3 separate regions of the Sus scrofa genome follow, and regions 1 and 3 are each linked to region 2. The links are chromatin contacts, called in public Hi-C and HiChIP or PLAC-seq maps. All regions are on one chromosome and are shown on one strand. The core of a region is the stretch at or near the end of the contact, and the rest is flanking DNA. Distances in the headings are between cores, read along the strand shown. Region 1 overlaps LOC106506547 (a long non-coding RNA gene). Region 2 holds the start of EBF1 (transcription factor COE1). Region 3 overlaps LOC110257284 (a long non-coding RNA gene).

What was found. Hi-C and Micro-C count contacts between places; a contact is called where the count stands out from the background. HiChIP or PLAC-seq counts read pairs in DNA pulled down with a chosen protein or histone mark.
Region 1: a contact with region 2 is called in an H3K27ac HiChIP or PLAC-seq map of skeletal muscle, with 12 times the contacts expected there. The contact joins the enhancer-like site here to the promoter of EBF1 in region 2. A contact is called at or near these places in 6 of 47 Hi-C or Micro-C datasets (mesenteric adipose tissue, omental adipose tissue, retroperitoneal adipose tissue and 2 more) and 1 of 2 datasets of contacts at active chromatin or transcription factors (skeletal muscle).
Region 3: a Hi-C map of embryonic fibroblasts shows a contact between it and region 2, with 2.5 times the contacts expected there. The contact joins the enhancer-like site here to the promoter of EBF1 in region 2. A contact is called at or near these places in 11 of 47 Hi-C or Micro-C datasets (brain, embryonic fibroblasts, fetal heart ventricle and 7 more) and 1 of 2 datasets of contacts at active chromatin or transcription factors (skeletal muscle).

The regions. Positions count from the first base shown.
Region 1 is chr16:64,976,642-64,979,341 of Sscrofa11.1, reverse strand. All of the region lies in intron 4 of LOC106506547 (a long non-coding RNA gene), which reads left to right. Among named protein-coding and RNA genes, the nearest start is that of CLINT1, 520 kb to the left of the region's middle. Within about 2 kb of position 1,416, at least 10 of the 83 cell types and tissues checked have an H3K27ac peak or open chromatin away from gene starts, as enhancers often do. A contact at or near this core is called in retroperitoneal adipose tissue and skeletal muscle, where this site is marked.
Region 2 is chr16:64,356,752-64,359,451 of Sscrofa11.1, reverse strand. It overlaps EBF1 (transcription factor COE1), which reads right to left and starts at 1,441. Exons shown (of 17, transcript XM_005672579.3): 1 at 1,334-1,441; 2 at 244-362. The coding sequence starts at 1,426.
Region 3 is chr16:65,336,540-65,339,239 of Sscrofa11.1, reverse strand. The region is part of intron 3 of LOC110257284 (a long non-coding RNA gene); the gene reads left to right. Among named protein-coding and RNA genes, the nearest start is that of CLINT1, 160 kb to the left of the region's middle. Within about 2 kb of position 1,414, at least 3 of the 83 cell types and tissues checked have an H3K27ac peak or open chromatin away from gene starts, as enhancers often do. A contact at or near this core is called in embryonic fibroblasts, where this site is marked.

The DNA of each region.
Region 1 (2,700 bases), core at 167-2,666, 620 kb before region 2:
TGCAGGGAAGATAGGCTGTGGCATGGATGAGGGTCAGGGGTGGTGGTGTGGATTTATGAGTCCTGCCCATGCAGGGCCTGGTGGATGAGGTCACCGGAAGAGAGAGAACATGGTTTCTGAGACTAATAGCCTCTCCCTATATATTGATATCTATCTGAGTAATAATATTCATTTCTACTGTAATAAAGACCCACTCAGCAGATGGTATCATGTCATAAATAAGTCAAAGAAAACCCAAGATGTGATCCTTGCCCTTTGAGAGGCTATAATTTATTTAGGCCCCCTGGCTTGAGCTGACTGGTGTTTTCATATTTATTGAGCACCAACTATCAGCTACATACTATTCTAAGTGCTCAGAATAAAGCAGTGAATGAAATAAATATTCCTGCCAGCATGGAGCTTATTCTCTAGTAGAAGGATCCAGACAATAAACAAATCTAGCAAATAAACTGATGAAATACATATTATGTCATATGGTAGTAAATGCTACAGAAAAAAATAAAGCAGGGAAGGGAGAGGGGTGCCAGATGGAGAAAGTGCATCTTTAAATCAGGGGAGTCTTCTTGAAAAACTGGTGATTAAGCCCCCTGGGAATCCTGGTTCTTGGGACGACTGATACGATAAAAGCATAATGAGACTAGTCCTGATGGTCTCGAGGCAGAGCCTGATGGAAACCTGTGAGGGGTGAGGGTGGGAGGCAGAGGGTTGGAATCTTCTAGGAATTCTGCCCTGGGCTCCTCTTTTCACTGCTGCTTTGAACACATGGAGGCGGGGGGGAGGGCTTCCCCTACCTTGATTCCTGCCTTTTTGTCACACGACACTCCCCTTCTTTAATCTCTTCTTTTCCAAAGCTCCTTCCCTTCTTATTTTTCATTGGGAAGTCACAAAACTCAGAACCTAGGGACCGCAGGACCTAACTCATACAACAAGCGAGTGACACGGATCTCATGTTCAAGATGTGTCTATTTGCAGCCAACTACGGGCCACTGGTTCTATGGGATGTTAAGAGTTATTACATGAAAATAGGATTTTGTGGTCAAACTCATTTGAAAAATTCTGAGCTAAACAAGCTAAATAGGATTCTTGACTGTAGTACTTCACAAAATCTGAAGTGTGCTCTTGAGCACTGCCAATCTCCAAGAGGAAACAGAGCGTGCATGATTTTCCAAACGTACTTGGCCATAAAAACCCCTTGTTGTGGAAAATCTCTCAGGGGATTGCTGTTCCAAGGTACACACATTGGGAAAGAGTCAACAGGCTGTATTGTATGATGATGGGCTTCCGAATCTCACTTTCCTCATCCATAAAATTAGAATGTTGGACTGTTGCCCAAAGAATGTCAACAGTACTGCAGGGCTCTGTCCTTGGCCTTGAGTTTGTTCAGAATTTTATCTGAGAGCTGCATGAACAGAAAAAAAAGGAAAATTATCACATCTGGAGATGACATAGGGTTGGGAAGGGTGACTAATAGGTCAGATGACAGAATCAAGACTTAAACTTATCTTGACATGTTAGAATGATAGGCCAAACTGATTTGCAGAAAATTTAATAAGGATAAATATATGGTTCTGCTTTTAGTTTCAGAAAATTGATTTTTAAAGTATAGGATGTGGGAGAGCAGGTTTGACAGCAGCTGAAGTGAAAAAAAAATGTAAAAGATCTTAAGATTTTGATTGACCGCAAGCCCAAGAGTTGTCAGGGGCTGTGGCAGCTCTAAAACTAACCCAGTGAGGTTTTATTAACAGAAATGATTCAATTCTGAGGGCACTGTGGGCCCCCTTGGCACTGGTTCCTTGGGTCTGTTGCCACCTGGAGTATTTATCTCTAACATTTTTGAGTGCTTGTTCAGTGCTTGTCACTCTATTACTATGCATGCTGTGTGTGTTATCTATTTCGTTCCCACAATAGAAAGATCAGCAGGTGCTATTATTATAATCATTTCCATTCTACAGATGAGGACACTGAGGTTCAGGGATCATACCAAGCTGTGGAGCCAGGATTTGAAAACAGGTGAACAATGTCCAGAACCTGGATTAGGCTGACTTGTCCCAGGAGGGCAAGACACTGGGGAATCAGAAGGTTTGGAGGAATGACTGATGCTGTTTAAAGGGATGAAAGGGCTAAAAATGAGCACTGTCTTCTAACTTACAGATGCTCTTCTGTTGAAGAGGTTGCAACTTTTGCTATGATACTTTATTGGGAGCACTTAGGAATGGCCAGTGGAAATCACAGAAAGATTTTAATTCAGAGTAAGGAAAGACTTGCTAAGGGCTAGACTAATCCAGAATGGATTGAGAAACCTCATTAAATTTCTTTGGAAGTTCCCATTGTGGAGCATTGGAAATGAATCCAACTAGTAACTGTGAGGATGTGGGTTTGATCCCTAGTGGGTTTAAGGATCCAGCACTGACATGAGCTGTGGTGTAGGTGGCAGATGTGGCTCACATCCCACATTGCTGTGGCTGTGGTCCAGGCTGGCAGCTGCAGCTCTGATTAGACCCTAACCTGGGAATTCTACATGCCGCAGGTGTGGCCCTAAAAAGTTAAAAAAAAAAAAATTCTCTTTCTGTCTCTTTCTCTCTCCTTCTTTATATCTCTCTGTGTCTTTATCTCTGTCTCTGTCTCCCTCTGTCTCTCTTTTTCTCTCTGTCTCTGACTCTGTCTTACTCTCTCTCTCTGTTTTAGTGTATTTAAGTGGAA
Region 2 (2,700 bases), core at 192-2,691:
CAGTCACAGACGAGGCAGGGGAAATTGCCGGCAAAGCGTGGGCTCTTCTCAGGCAGCTCCCGGCTCTCCGGCCGAAGGCAATCAAGACAGAGCGGCCGGGGAGCACCGAGCCCCAGAGGCGAACAGAGCCGAGCGGCAGACGCAGTAGCGCGGCCGGGCCCGTCGTGGCCACGGCCGCTACCGCCTCCCAGCTCTACTGCTCGCAGCTCGCCTCCCCGGCCGCGGTCCCCGTGCGGTACCCACCTCTGCGCCGCCGTGTTGGCGTCCAGCACCCCGGCGCCCTGCATCCACGTCCGCACCGCGTTCATGCCGCTGCCCAGCGGCTCTTCCTTCATGCTGCTTCCACTCCGTTGGATGCTTTCCTGAATCCCAAACATGAAAACAACCTTTTCTTGTGGAAAATCTCCTCCCCCTTGAAAATTAAAAAAAAAAAAAAAAAAAAAAAAAAAAAGGAAAGAAAAACGCCAGCCAGAGATTTTTTTTTTTTTTTTTTTGAGTCGATGAACTCGCGCTAGAAGATCAAGGCGGGCTGGAAAGCAAATTTTTAAAAAATGTAAACCTTCGCTCAAAACTGAGCGATAACGCGAAAAAAAAAAAAAACGGAGAAAAAAAAGAAGGGAAAATCCAACAAAAAGACCAAAATAAAAAAAAATAGAGATGTATGCTTGGCTGTTGGGGGTTGTTTGGTTGGTTAATTTTTGGTTTGGGTGCTTTTTTTTTCTGCTTTTTTTTTTTTGCTTTTTTTTTTTTTTTTTTTTTTTTTTTTTTTTTTTTTTTTTTTTTTTTTTTTTTTTTTTTTTGTAATGATCACAAGCCGGTGGAGGACAGGAGGGGCTGGAGTTTCCTTTTGAAGAGGTACCGTTCACTTGAAGAAGCAGGAAGAAAAAAAAAAAAAAAAAAAAAAAAAAAAAAAAAAAAAAAGCCCTGGTGGCAATTTAAGAAACAATAGACTCAACTCGCGCTGCCGGCTTTGCTACTTCAAGTGTCATTTTCCACAACCAGGCAAGTTTTTCCTCTCTTTTTTTTTCCTCCTTCTCTCCCAACCAAAGATATTTCTTTCCTTTCAGTGCGTGTAGATGAGGAGGACGCTGGTTGCTGTAGACAGATACACCAGAGAGGGAGAGTGGGATGGGGGGGAGGGGGAGGGGGGTAGGGAAAGACAGAAAGAGAGGAGAGGAGAGGAAAGGAGAGGAGAGGAGAGGGAGAAAGAGAGAGAAGTGGACCCTGCTGAATGGAGATTCTGTTTTCTTCTTGCTAAAATAGAAGTGATTTGCAGGCTTTCCCTATGGAATCCAGTTTGACTCTCCCCAGAGCTAAACACAGGCACACTAACCCCAAAGGGAGGAGGCGGGGCCGGCGCCTCAAGGGGCCGCCCCCTCATTTGCATAACGTCATCCTTCCGCCTCGCCGCAGCCAATCGCAGCATAGGTGCCTTCCAGCTCTCAGCGTAGGGCCTTGCTAGCTCACTAACATCCCTCCTCGGGTGGCGCAGGGGAGCCGGCCAAAGTTCCTCGCAAAGTGGCAAACGAAGAATCTCCGAGCACCGACATCCGAGCTGGGGAGGAGCGGGGCTGAGCTGGGCAGACTCGGGCAGAAGGGAGACAGAAAGAAGGGGAGCAGGATTTGAGTTGGGGTCTGCATCCTGGCCTTTGCGGTCGGTTTAACATCCTCGCCGCGCCCTGAAAGCGCTAGAGGCGCACAGGCTGCGCCCTCGCTGGGCGGATGCCGAGTTCTGCTCCGCTGTTCTGGGACGTCGGGGGCAAATGTGGAGGAGACAGGAGAGCCCGGGCAGAAAAAGCAGGACGTGCATCCCAGGTGCCCACCTCTTCGCTTTGAGGAGGGGGTGGTGGGTTGGAAAATGGGTGCGCGAGATCGGTATTGGGAGTCTGCGGAGGGCACACTGCCTCCACGCTGGCAGGGAGGAGTGGACCCTGGGCCCAGGCAAGCGAGGCGCTATGGATCCGCAGGGAGTGGGGACCAGTGCTCTACCCATAGTCAAGCCTCCGAAATGCTTCTCGCTCGGCAGCATTTAGCCTGAAGGGCGGCGATTAGCCTGGAGGGCGCCGGCGTTAGGCACTGTCCTCACATGCTCACTTCTCCGGAGCACTTCATGTAAAGTGTAAACGGCGGAACGGATGCTCTCCCTGGAGCTGTGCCATGATGCATTTTAAATTTTACTCGAATTCAACCCCCACCCCCTTATCCCCTCCACAATAGTTTTTCTTTAGAGTAACGAACAAAGCAACAACAATGTCTCTGATTAGTTATTTGGTGTAGGGTTTCTCTCCTCCTCATTCTTTCTGTTAAAATGAGGGGCTTGGACAAACCTTTGCCCAACTTCTGTCACCTGCCACCTGTCAAGGAAGAGAGAGACGGAGGAAGGAGGGAACGATCATCGGAGGGAGGAAGGGAAGAAGAAATGGTCTCCTACTTCAGACCTTTCAGCATATATGCTTGTGGCTGGCAAAGGAAATAGCTAGATGTTTCTGGGTAATGCGGCCATCATTTTTTAGCGGGTTGTAACCTCTAATAAGCACAGGCCGAACTTCTGTTTCATTGCCCTCAAAGGAACTCCCTGACTGCAGCCAAATCTGCTAAGGACTCCTTCGGGGAAATTCTCTGCCAGAAATCCAGGTCCCCTTTCTGCCGGCTTTCCTTGGCCCTTTGATTTAGGAAACTCATGGGGTCAGTGATGGAAAA
Region 3 (2,700 bases), core at 165-2,664, 980 kb before region 2:
TGTCTATGCTGAGTATTTGCTCAGGAGTGGTAAATATATGGTTTTCATCACCGTATCTCTAATACATTAGATCATCTTCAGTACTCTTAACAAATATGCCAGTGAGAAATAATGTTAACTTCACGTAATGGAGGTATGATTTGGGAAAGTCACATATGAGGGGGAAACTTGAATATCGGATGTGTAGGACTCTGGTTATTATGGAGGATTTGGAGATGGGAGCAACAATTTGTCAGGTGCCTATGTCTTGTTTAAACAATCAAACTAAAAACTCTATGAAGGGGAAATTCATAACTTATCTTGCTTGGTTTTTTCTCACAGGCCCTGGATTCATAAAGTTGGGCATATAAGAAATAATGAATGGTTTGAATCACTGAGGAATTGATGACCCAAAAGGAAATAATAATTACCACTTAAAGAATATTATTTCCTGGACTCTCTAAGGCTTGACTTAAAAGTGACTATGCCAGCAAGTGACTCGGTTATCTCAAACATTATCTATAAAATGGGACTAATAGCAGTATATATTTTGGATTGTTGTGAGACATAAATACGACATAGAAAGCCCTTGGCTGGATCAGCACTCAGTAGGTGCTGGCTATTTTTTTTTTTTTTTTTTTTGGCTGCTCCTGTGGCATATGAAAGTTCCCAGGCTAGGGGTCAAATGGGAGCTGCAGCTGAGGCCTATGTCACAGCCACAGCAACTCTAGATGTGAGCCACATCTGCTGCCCCTGCTGCAGCTTGTGGAAATGCTGGATCCTTAACCCACTGAGTGAGGCCAGGGGTCGGATCTTCATCCTCACAGAGACAATGTTGGGTCCTTAACCGGCTGGGCTACAATGGGAAATCCGAGTTTCATTTTTTTTTTATAATTAACACCTTATATTATCATGTTTTATTCTTCCACAAAAACCTATAAGGAAAATACTATTTTTATCTCCCTTTTACCCATGAGAAACCAGGCTTAGGAAGTTTAAGCTACTCAGCCAGGGTCATATGTAAGGAAGGGTTAGAAGCTGGAATTTGAATGCAGTTTTGCCTGACTCCAAATTCCATGTCTGTAATTACTACTCCCTTCTGCCTCCCCATTCTTCAGCGCACCAACTGAGAAGTTACTCAATCCCTGAATTCTTGTTTCTTTGTGGGCTGGTGAGGCAAACCACTGGTAATGTGGAAAGAAACCAAAGAATCTTTGGCCTTATTTAATTAATTTTTTTCCACCTAGGGTAGTTCTGCAGAGACCCCACCCCAGGGCTTCTGTAACAAATGAAAGTAAGCATGCAACATAGGACCATTGTTCAGTTAGACCAGAGCTTTTGATGGATGCCGTGACCTCAGACATCTAGATGGCAGTCCACGCAGGGTTCATCTTAAAGCTGTGATCACTGTTGCAGGCACAGCACTGGCTGCCAAACCCCCTTCCTCTGAGTCATGGGCAGCCAGCAGGAGACTTCACCGAGCAGTTTGCTTACTTGGTTCTGGGCACTGGTCTGAGCACTTAAATATTATCTCATTGAATCTTCTCGAGAACCCCATTAAGTAAACTGTCAGTTGTACTTTCATTCTGAATCCAAAATTGAGTGCTCATTCTGTGCCAGACACTGTTTTAACTGCTTTATATACACTGGGTTACCTTGTTTAATCCTCACAGGATACTATTATTAAGGAAATGAAGTGTGGGAAGGTAAGATCTGTCCAAGGTCACACCGTTGGTAATTAGTGGCTCTGGGATTGGAACTCAAGCGATCTGGTCTCAGAAAACATTTATCTCTGAACTACCCTGGGTAGTCACCTCCAGTTCCCCTGCTGCTTAAAAATTATTAACTTTTTTTTTTTTGCCCCTGAAACTTAAAGAAAATAAATGCAGCAGCTCTGCCTAATGTGAACATTGTTGATCCTTACTTTAAACCCATGGAGTGAATTTTCTAGGATATTTAACTTAGATAATTAGAAAAGTAGGAAGCTGTGAAGGACATTGACCTTGTACATAGGCACATATGAGCCACTTAATGACTGTATGACCTTGGACAAATCACTTTACTTCTCAGAACTTCCATTTATTCATTAGTGAGATGGGATAATAATATGCCTACTTCATGGGGTGTAGTGAAGATTGCATGAGGAAATCATATAAAGACCTCATATAGTGCCTAGAAGGAGGAAGGAGCCCCAGAAGTAGCAGCAATATTTTGCCATGGTGGGGATTGACAGCGTAGGTAGCCTATGAAACATGCCCTATGAAGACCAATTTAAAAAACTCCTTCATTTTGTAATTAATTACTTGATTATGTTGTCTAATGAATGTCACCCTGATCTGTAAGCTCCACTCAGCTGTGAACTCTATGCATGTGTTCATGGTGACTGGTCTTGATGTGAGGCTTATTTAGGACCTGAGCATACAGAAGGAATAGCTTGTGTCCAGTGACTTGAACAAGACTTAGACATTTTATTTTTATTTTTTTATTTTTCTTCTTGGATGATAAGAGGATTTTATAATCCTCAGCATTTATTTAATCCCTTAATTCAGCAATCATTTATATGGGTTCCACAGAGGACGCAGTTATAGTTGGTTATCTATTGCTGTGTAACAGAGTACCCCAAGACCGTTGCTTTAAATAATGAACATTTAGTATTTCACAGTTTCTGTGTGTCAGGAATCTGGGTACAGCTCAGCTGGGTGCCTCTGCCTCAAGGTCTAG